2 separate regions of the Rattus norvegicus genome follow, and region 2 is linked to region 1. Evidence: chromatin contacts called from public Hi-C data. All regions are on one chromosome and are shown on one strand. Each heading gives the region's core, a stretch centred on a gene start, on an enhancer-like site or on the middle of the called end of the contact. The rest is flanking DNA. Distances are from core to core; before and after follow the strand shown. Region 1 overlaps Ankrd22 (ankyrin repeat domain 22). Region 2 holds the start of Fas (Fas cell surface death receptor).

Region 1 (5,811 bases), core at 645-3,144:
TTTTTTTTTTTTTGGAGTTCTTCTTTCTCTCATTGACAGAGCCTACTGAGGCCAAACTGTCCCTGGAAAGTGGTCTTGGAGGACACTTAGAGACAAACAGGCTTCTGTCTGAAATATGGCAGGGGCAACTCCACGTCCAGGGTCAGCTCTTCAATGAGCTCAAATAGCACAGGATAATTTACCAGGATAATGTAGTGGCATTCAGTGAAGTGGAACCCAATAAATTCCCTGCTATTTCATACTGTTTCCAGTAGGGGGCAGCTCAGCATCAGAAAAGCACACGGGAAGCAGAAGAGCCATCTACCATCATGGAAGGGTAGTTACAGTTTTAAGCAATTTGTTATATATTTTATAAATAAGTAGAAAATGGGGATTCCGATGTTGCCAGCATAAATGATAAGTATTTAATAGAAACCTGATTTGGTCACTATATATTGTACAGGAGTTACATTATTCCACAGTACTTCTTAAGTGTGCAGTTTGCTATGTTAGATAAATGTTAAAACGAGACGTGCTGATAAAGTAGAGAGGAACAAGAAGACAGCTGAATCCGTTTGCAGAAAGAAAAGCTATTCTGTATTATTGAAGATCCTGTGGCCTCAAGGCACTTCACCTTAGAGTCATCCCACCTGGAAAGGGACCTCTAAAACTCTAAATCCCCCTGTATGCACCAACTCTCTGTCACCCTCAGAAATCACACCCCAGTTCATTACTCTCTACCTGAGACTGAATCGTGTCTCTCTGTGTCACCCATCCAGCCTCCAGCTCATCCTCCCCACACTGAAGATGCACGAGGAACAATGGAGCCCTCGGGTATACTGACGTGCAATCTCAGACCTCTTCCTTTTCAAAGGGTGAGCAAATACATTATGAATTCCTGATCTGCGATTGTGACAGCATCTACAAACAGACCCTCAATGTTCTTGGAGGTCCCCTCTCCAACTAGCCTGAACTTAAAACACCGATTATTGTTGTCTATGCTTTCTTGTTGTATAACAGCATTTAGCACAGCTTGGGACACAATAGGCATTCAACGTGTTCTTCATGAGCAAATGAGTTAATGAATGAATTCCAAAATGAATAAACACTTATTGGGTATCTCAGCTATTCCTAGGATCCTCGAAAAGGCTCTATAAGGTAAGTAATGTTTTATCCTCACTCAGCACGGGTGAAAGGAGGGGAGATTGTCTCCTCATCCAAAGTCACATAGCTCATAGGTGAAGGAGACATGAGCTAAGCTATGAAGCACAGCTGACATACATTCTCTCTCTCTCTCTCTCTCTCTCTCTCTCTCTCTCTCTCTCTCTCTCTCTCTCCCTCCCTCCCTCCCATTACTTCAGTCTTAAGTATTTCTCTAGCTGCAAGACTTTCCACCAACAGTAAGCTATAGTTTACACACTCAGGATTCTGATTAGCCTCCTCCCACGGCCAATGTGATAGTTCTTGGTTATATATTCAAATGTTTTCCCAAAACTAGAATTAGAAATATCTACAGTACCAAAACAAAAATGCTGAACACAGGTGCAGCTGCCTATAATCCCAGGACTCGGGACTCAGAAACAGGAGAAACAAGAGTTTGAAGCTTGACTAGATTGTGTAACAAATAAATGTAATCAATCTGAGGTCAGCCTGACTACACAAAGTCAACACCCATCCCCAGAAAAAACAAACAAACAAAACAAAACAAAACAAAAAAAAAAAAAAAAAAAAAAAAAACCAAGAACCAGTTTTAGAAACCAGAGATAACCTAACAGCAAAATAGGAAAGTTTTTAAGAAAAAAAGAAGATTTAAATGTCGTAACCGCCATGAAGTTAACAGTTTTCGTAGGACAGGGCAAGAGGATGCACACGCACACAGAGGCCTCAGTGTTAGTGTACAGGCAATTGCACTGGCCTACTCTCACTGAGCAGCTCCTAGGCTGCCCAACTTCCTATCTGTCCCTCTCTCTTTCCCCTCCCCTCCCCTCCCCTACACCTCCCTCCCTCTCCCTCCCTCCCTCCTCTCCACTTCCCTCCCCCTCCTTTCCCCATTCTCTCTGCCCTCAGGGCTCTGCTTCCCTTCTTGCCTTTCTGCCTCTACCATTCCCCAAGTCCTCACTCCTCCCCCCTCCCCCAATAAACCTCTTTTTACACTGGGTCTGTCACATGGTGTAATTTCCCAGGGGTACACCATGGCTTAGGCCCACTAAGGATTACCCCCTCGCTGCGTCCTATTTCATAACACTCCGTATACTGTCTTTGAACAACTCTCAGGGAGAGGAAGCTAGAGTAAGCTTAGCAGGGAAAACAGCCAGGGAGTGCATAACATACAGGGTCCGGCCAGGATTCTGCGCCTTTCGGTGGGAAATGGTGCTTTCTCGTGATTAGGAGTACAAGCTTCACGTGCGAACTTCCTGTGTTCCAGTCTTCACTCTCCTACCTTGCCGAGGTGTTATTTGGACAATTTATCTAAACGCTCTAAACGCTTCTGCTGAGTTTCCTCCTCCGTCCACTAACTGTTCCTTCTCATAATGCTGCAGAAAGAATTAAACCTGGCCGTGTGGACGAAGCAGTTTGTTTGGGACTGCGTCACCCCAAACCTTCAATTAGTGCTAGCCACTTTTCTAATTACTGAAGCATACGGATCCAATTACCATGCACAGGAATGGCTATGAGTCAGGGGACGGTTGCTGAACAAGAGTGCAGAAATAGCAGGACAGGGCAAAAATGAGTTAGTCTGATGACCTAGAAGGGGTCTATGGAGAAGAGACAGGTAAATTCAGTAGAAAGAACTGTAGATTGGCTGAAATAGTTTTTAGCCATAAAAAACAAAAACACCTTTGGTCACTACACTTCGTTTTAATAGATGTTTGTCATAAAGTACATGGGTTTGTAGTCATGGGTTGGTAGAGACATAACATTGATGTTTACCTAGATGAAGGGGTTAATGACTAGGGGGGAGGGTGGAGGACAGGGTAGAAGAGACTTCGAAACATGGGTGGAGGGATTGGTGCATCCCTAATGACTAGTGTCTGGGCTGAATGAAAACACCAAATGGCTTTAATCACCAAGTGTGGAGGCCGTCATGACGGACAGCTGGCTGAGGCGGTGCCGGAGTCTCTTCAGCAAATCTATGGTTGGAGAAGGGGTGGGTGAAGGGGCCCAGAGCAGAAGTTGGGAAACCTGTCTGTCACCTGGGGAAGTGGTGGTTTACCATGGCTCACGCGTAAATTAGCAGGATGGAGAAGAGTGGACTTGAAAGAGAGGCCAGCAAAGCGGACCAGAGAAAAGTGGTCTAATAGGAAGAGGGCCTGAGCAAGGTGCACAAGGCCAGGAAACCGTGAAGACGACTTTAAACTGTGGAAAAATCTGCTCCGTGTGTTTCTTTGAGGCTTAGTAAAATTAACACTGCTGTAAGTACTAAGAGACTAGGAGTTAGACAGATTCCCTGGTGGGCGGGCCGATAGGTACCCGCCCCACCCCATTAGCTAAGTAATAAAATGAGCAAACTTCCAAGATGGCTGACTTCTTCCTCTCCCTCCTGATCTGAGAAAACCCGAGGGCTTCTTGCAAAGCCTTGTAGGCTTTTGTCTACCCCCTGCTGTAGCCCGGCTCAACAAATTCAAGGCTGGGATCAGGACTTGTTATGCAACAGTTGTGGGCCAATTAACTATCTTTAAACTGACCGATCCTTTCTTAGGAGAGGAAAACTCTTCAGAAACTTAAAAAACAAAACAGACATTGAGAAAAGACTGGACTTTTGGCTTCCCTATCCGGGTCTCCTTTGTCTAGGGTCTTTTTCTCTGTGTCTGCTGCATGTGACTGTATCCTCACCCTGCCCTAAAAACCTTTCTTCAACTTCTGACTCTGGCTGCGGCTGTTTGTGATAGCCGAAATTTCTCAGGGGCTACCTATTGAACCGGAGATTTTTCTGTGCCTTTTAATTCGTTAAGAGGCACAGAAGGGGAACCCTACTGAGACCCGGAGACTGTGCCTGTATTGCACCTTGCCTTTCTTGGAGCAAACTGCAGAATTCTACCCAGAATAATTCTCACTGAGTGCTTCAAGGATTTTTTTTTTAATTAGATCATTTTGCATAACGGGGTAAAATATTTATAATGGGCATGAATCCCCTCTGACAATAATTAGACTATTCCAAGACAATGACATTCTTAATTTTTTTATTTTTTTTCTGTTGGAACGTTTAAAGTGGAAACCCATTCAGGTTTCCCTGGGGCACGAATTATTTTGTATTTAATTTAAAGAAGGGTTAAGGGAAGAATGTTTTCTGTGTAAGTTTCAAAGGGCTTAGGCTATTCTGGTCTGACTCACTTTTCTATATTCTCATTTGAGGGATGAACGGATCTCTGAAGAATTTGTTGAATTATAGTGGTGTGGCCCCCTGGGACCCTGTGCAAGCTTAGGTCCCATTGCTCACCCAGTGACAGCCTTACACTTCAGTTTAAAGTCATGCAAGTTTCCTGGGTGTCATGCGTTTGCAACAAATTAAAACCTTCCTGTGACAGCTGTTGATCTTCCTGACTTCAACATTCGTGCTTAGCTGACATGATCTGAACCCGCTGCAATCTGCCCTGTGTGTGCCGCTCTAAATGCTCATAACATTTTATCCTTTTTAAAGGTTTATGCCCGCTTCAATCTGATAGGCATGACTCTTGTTCTGTTTCTATTAAAATGGTTTCAGATGATGGGGCTGGAGAGATGGGCTCAGATGCCTTGCACGCATGAAGGCTTAGATTTCATTTTCACAACCTACATCAAGAACACAAACAGAGCCTAGAGACGATAGTACACACTTAAGATCTCAGTGCAGGGAGGGGAGGTAGCCAGATCCATGGGTCTGTGGATGGCACTAAGCAGGGCTGAAAATCTGACCTACAGAACTCACAAAACCTGAGCTGGCTTCTCTCTTAAACGCATCCACTACTACTCTCTTTGTTTTCAACTTTCCAGCTGTTCTTGAATATTCTGTATTCTTGGTCTTGGTGGTGGTTTCAGCGACATGGGTCAGCCACAAGAAGGATCCCTGGCCACTGTACCTTAGAGGACCATTTCCCAGCCTGCATCCTATCTGTCATAGCACCATGTTTTCCTTTTTCAAATTACACTTATCATGCTAGAAAGCTGGTGGTCCCTTCAGTTTCTAGGAGAGGAGGTATCCAAGACTTTCCCTCCCCGACACCCCAGAGTCTCTGTGTGAGCCACCCATGTAAAACTCAGCCCTTCCTCATGAGCTGATGTTTCGGATCAGGCCACCTGTCCCTTCTGCTTTCAGGTTACCTCCTCGTTATCCTGCCCTTCAGATGGTGCTTTTTATTCCTAGGGATCCTTTCTCAGAAATCTCTTTAGTGTTTCCTACAGCACAAGAAGTGCCCAGAACCATAAATGGCTCCCAAGCCCTTTTCCAATGGAGATAGTTAAGTTTCCTTGACTAGAGAGCTGCTTCCCTAACACTAGACTTCTGTAGGGGTGAGCACCAAGAATATCTGGTGAAAATCTCTTCTTGACACACAGTGAGGGCTAGGAAAAGGGGCTGAGGTTTAGAAATTAATATAATGTGTGACAATCATGTCAGTGTTTTAAACTCAGCAATTATGAACCATAGTTAAGTGGAGTTTTTATCCCCTGCTTGGGTCCCATTATTGACCCACTAGTTCAGAATACTTGGGTCCCATTATTGACCCACTAGTTCAGAATACTTGGGTCCCATTATTGACCCACTAGTTCAGAATACTCAGGTCCCATTATTGATGCACTAGTTCAGAACACTTGGGAATCTGGTAAAGCATTGTGGTTTTCTCAGCATTCTCTAGG
Region 2 (5,184 bases), core at 1,838-4,337, 140 kb after region 1:
GTTGATTTTACCTAGAACTTGTGCTCTACACCCTTACTACCCCCCTCCTCCTTCTTTCTCCCTTCTCTTTTTCCTTCCTTTCCTTTCTGCATGGAAATTTTAATTTCAAATTGCTCTTCCCTTCCTTTCAATTTTGGAATACTTGTAGGAAAGCACAGCCTGAGGCTTCTTCATGGCAGTGACACCCGACAGGAAAATAATGCAAAGTGGTGGGGGGGAGGGGAGAGGAAAGAGGGGTGGGGGTCAGAGTGGGGTGGGGGGATATAAGTTTAGTGACACCTGCCAAACAGAATGAAGGAACAGAAAGCCTACAGGAAAGAGAGGAAAGAGAGGAAGGAGAGGAGGGAAAGGAGAGGAAGGAGAGGAAGGAGGAAAAGGAGGAAAAGGAGGGAAGGAGGGAGACTACCTAGATTCAGAGCACTAAAAACACTTCCAGAAAAGAGTGCTGCAGGATGCTCTCTCTCTCTCTCTCTCTCTCTCTCTCTCTCTCTCTCTCTCTCTCTCCATCTCTTGTGCGTTCATGTGTGTGTGTGTGTGTGTGTGTGTGTGGTATGTGGTGTGTGTGTGTGTGTGTGGTGTGTGTGTGGTGTGTGTGTGTGTGTGTGGTATGTGGTGTGTGTGTGTGGTGTGTGTGTGTGTGTGGTGTGTGTGTTTTGTGTGTGTGTGTGTGTGTGTTCTTAATTAGATGGATCCTAAGGGAGGAGGAGAAGTGGAAAGAGGAGGTGAGTACTCAGTGGATTTTGCAGACATTCTGACCCATAGAGGTGGAGTCCAGAAACCTCTTCCTGAACAGGAAACTCTTGGGGCTGCCCTTGAACAAACTTACCTTCTAGAAGAGCAGTTCTGAACCTATGGGGTTCAACCACCACAGAGCTCACTTATCAGATATTCTGCATAGAAGATATTCACATTATAGTTCACAACAGAGGAAAAGTTACAGTCGTGATGTAGCAATGAGATAATGTTATAGTTGAGCATTACCTCAGCATAAACTGTATTAAAGGGTCCAGCACGAGGAAGGGTGAGAACCACTGTTCCAGAACTTTCACACAACACTAAAGTGCTATCCACTTTTCCAAAACAACAGTGACTTTGAACAGTGTAAATGAACCAGAGCAGAAAAGAAGCATAAGAATTTTTTTTCAATGAAAATTGGTCAGGAAATAATCCATGTCAAAAAGAGGAAGTAATAACAAGGTCTAACAGAGCATGAGGTTTTTCCCTTTTATTGAAAATAGGCCCTTTTTTTTCTGATAGATTCATATCCTGACTATGGCTCCTTCCCTCTTCTCATTCCAGCTCCTTCTCCCCTCCCCACCCATCTAGACATTCCCTTTCTGTCTTGTTTGAAAGCAAACTGGCTTCTAAGGCATAATAAGAAAATAAAATAAGCTAAGATAAAACAGAAACTAACACACTGCAATTGGACGAAACAAGCAGAAGAAAAAGAGCCCAAGAGAAAGCATAAGAAACAGAGATGAGCTCATTTGCATACTCCGGAATCCCTTAAAAACACTAAACATAAGTAGATATTCAAAGGCCCTGGTGCTGATCCATGCAGGCCCTGTGCGTGCTGCTTCAGGTTCCCTGAGCCCTGAGGGGAGGGATTTGATGGAGACATCCCATTTAGGACTGAGTGTTCCAGTAGCTTTCTCTCTCTGAATAATATCTGGTGGTGGGTGTCTGCATTAGGAGTCACTTTATTAGAATGGGCGTGTTGTTTGTTTGTCTGTCTGTTTTTATAACAGGTATTTGGTTTTATCCCTAGGCCCCTAGGCTATCTACACTCAGGTTCTCCATTAGTGTCAGCTTTAGGTCCCATCTTGTGGAGTGGGGCCACAAGTCAAATCGAACACTGGCTGGTTGCTCCCACCCACTTTGTGTCATTCTACGTACTAGCATATCTTTCAGGTAGGACACCATTGGGTTTGGGGTGGAGGTGATGTTTACCTTTGTCCTTTGGTAGCATGCGTGCCGAGTATCTTCCAGTACCAAAGATGTTAGCATGCAGGGATGAAGGCTCTACGGAGGCACTTTCTTCTTGCTCTCAACTTCTCCGTATTCGATGAGTTGTGTGGGTGTCAGTTTGTGGAGAGCGGTCTATAGTCTCGGCAACTGGCTGCATTGTTTGAGAATTCTCAGGCAGCTCTTCTGGTCAACAGCTCAATTCGATGTCAAGGAAGTAGAAACTTGCTTTGGTGATGAGAGATGTCCACATGTAGCTCTGTTGCCTCCATTATTTGGCTATTTCTTGTTTTAAATACTGATTTTATATATATAAATACACTGTAACTGTCTTCAGACACACCAGAAGAGGGCATCAGATCCCATTACAGATGGTCGTAAGCCACCATGTGGCTGCTGGGAATTGAACTCAGACATCTGGAAGAGCAGTCAGTGCTCTTAATTACTAGAGCCATTGCTCCAGTCACTTGGTGATTTCTTACAGATAACCTTCATATATTCATATACTCTATCTGCCAGGTTTCCATACTATCCCTCAAATGCCTTTTAATTTTAGCTGTCTCTCCCTATATTCCCATTCATCCTCCTCCTTTCCCATCCCCCATCATAACTACTTATTTTATTCCTCTTCCCTAATAAGATCTATTTTGCCCCCCCCCCCATTCCCCAACAGTCCTGTCACTGACACAATACTGAAGGCTGAGAGAAGGCAAAATGGTCTTTGTCTCCAGCAATTAACCAAAGTCCAATTCAATCAGGAGTTCAGAATTCTTTCTAGGGAGAGCAACAGCAGGAGGAAAAAAATCTTACTTGACCTGAGGGCGTGACTGTGGAAGCGCCCAGGATGGGGAATGCCCATTTATGCAATCAAGCCCTGCTTGGGGCCTCCCTCTGCTCAGGCCCCATCAGTGAGGTGATGAATCAGTGGATTTCCCCGGAGTCTAGCAGAACTTCCTCGCAACCCCTGGGGCTTTACAAAGGTTGTATCTGGTCCCTCAAAAAAAGTGACATACAGGTATTCAAAGCGATTTCTGGGGAGCCCAGAGTGGGCGTGAAGCGGTTTGTGAGTGCCAGAGGGCGGGCCCAGGCAAAGTACACACCCAGAGGCAGTCTAGAACTGGTGGGTGGGGCTCACAGACTGCCCTAGGCGGGGAACTGCTTTCTCTTTCTGCAGATATGCTGTGGATCATGGCTGTCCTGCCTCTGGTAAGCGTTGGAACGCCTGGGATGTGGGACGCTACACACTGGGGACCACTACGTGAGAATCCAGATGTGGCTGGCGTTGGATGACAGCCACTCCACAGATCCAGATGCTTAGAAATGCGGGGTAGCTGCCTTCTCTCTCTCTCCCCAGGCTAAGTGCTCAGGGCTGATCCCCAGGCTCGGATTTCCCAGCGATCTCCCAGCACCAGCGCTGTTCTGGGAAGATTGGAGGTGGGGAACGGATTGGTGCTGACCAGCTCTTAGATGGCTTTGGCATGGCTGGAGAGGGACACTGGCCTAGAGACTTGCCCAGGCAAAGATTCACTTTGGGGCAGGAGAGGAGTTTTCTGTGTGGAGTGAGGCTGTGTGGTATTTGACACTTCTGACAGTTTGCTCAACTGGGGAAGTGAGTGACTCCAGGGTGGTGTTTACAACCCAAGAGAAAGATTTTTCAAAGTATCTTTGCCTCGAAAGATTTGTTTACACTCCTGTAAACAAAACAAAACAAAACAACAAAAAAAAGAATAATCTCCTTCCCTTCCGGGAATTCAGCTGAGAAATTGTGGGAGGCCGGACTGGTGGATATTTCTATATTGGCTTGTCTTGTTTCTTCTTTCACCCTCTTTCTCCTGGTATTCTCACAACAGGTTTGTCCCAGTAATCCTAGGGCTCTGAGTCCCAGCTCCCCATGCCTATTGCAGGCACAGAAATAAGAACCCTCTAGCACTTGGCCTCTGCACAAATGCCAGTTAATAATGGCCAACCAAAGGGATTCAATCCAGTTCTGAGTTTATTATGTCCCTAAAAACTCCCCGGGGCACAGAGATCTCAAATCAGTTTTTCACAGCAGTGGAGAAGGGAGGAAGACAGTCTCTCCTCCCTTTGAAAGCTTAAATGAGGTTCGAAGAGCTTAAGCATTCAACAGAGATCTAACAGCTAGCAAATGACAGAGCTGCATTTGAATTCAGATCTAAGTCCAAGGCTTGTGTACACACACACACACACACACACACACACACACACAAACTCACACACATACACATACACACACACACACACACACACATGACCATGGTATGGCTAAGAGGAAAGTTTTTATTGTGGATATGAAAGAGAAAATGACCAGAGGCATCTGGAAGAGCCCAGAACATAGAAAGAAGTAAACTGAACATGGCCACCAGACTCCACATGGCCAGGGCTAACTGACAGAAGGGAAAAATAACAGTGGATAGAAAATAGAGAAACCCTAGTGAGAGAAGCAGGGGCAGAGCGGGAGAGATCACAGTGAGAAGAGCAGGATTTTAAGTTGAATGAGTTGCTGGGGGGGAAGCCCATGAGCTGGAGGGAGTGTGGGTAGGGGAGACAGTGAGCAGGGCTAGAATGCTAGCATGCACTTAGAGATGTGCAACAGGCACTTGTGGTACACGAGTGTGCTTTGGTGTGCTAATTAATAGGCACTACAGGTAGTCTCCTATGTCCCATCTGCTAGAAGTAAGGGAAATGACTTTCTAGTGAAGCAGAAGAGGCACATTTGGTCAAACCCTTGGTACAAGCAAACCAGAGAATTTGACAACATGGTGCACATACTGTTTCCCTGACAGGGCATGCGCAAAACTGTAATCCCGAAGGCCTTTTTCTAGCCAGTCTTTTCCACAACCTCATTTACTGACCTTCTTTCCTCCCCTAGATCCATGGTCCATACTGCTCTTTTCCTGAGAAGGGACAGCCTGTGGGTGAGGAGCATTCTGAATGGGAAGAGCCCATGGTTAGAGATACGAGCAAGCTCTAAGGGCAAACTGAGAGAGAGAGAGAGAGAGAGAGAAAGAGAGAGAGAGAGAGAGAGAGAGAGAGAGAGAGAGAATATGAGCAAGCAGACAAGGAGACATCCTTTAGAAGCACAGTGACAGGATGACAGGAGTGGAAGAGGCTTAGGGAAACACCACCAGAGAGAGGATTCTAATACCTCAGAGGCCCAGGGTGCATCTAGAAATGTGAGTCTCAAACAGCAGGCTCCAG

What was found. A called contact is a pair of places that touch in the nucleus more often than the background predicts.
Region 2: a Hi-C map of liver shows a contact between it and region 1, with 4 times the contacts expected there. The contact joins the promoter of Fas here to the enhancer-like site in region 1. A contact is called at or near these places in 4 of 12 Hi-C or Micro-C datasets (kidney, liver, mammary epithelial cells and 1 more).

Annotation. Positions count from the first base shown.
Region 1 is chr1:241,074,962-241,080,772 of GRCr8, forward strand. The region is part of intron 1 of Ankrd22 (ankyrin repeat domain 22); the gene reads right to left. Among named protein-coding and RNA genes, the nearest start is that of Ankrd22, 5.7 kb to the right of the region's middle. Within about 2 kb of position 1,895, at least 1 of the 93 cell types and tissues checked has an H3K27ac peak or open chromatin away from gene starts, as enhancers often do. A contact at or near this core is called in liver, where this site is marked.
Region 2 is chr1:241,209,068-241,214,251 of GRCr8, forward strand. Fas (Fas cell surface death receptor) reads left to right here and starts at 3,088. Exons shown (of 9, transcript NM_139194.3): 1 at 3,088-3,171. The coding sequence starts at 3,142.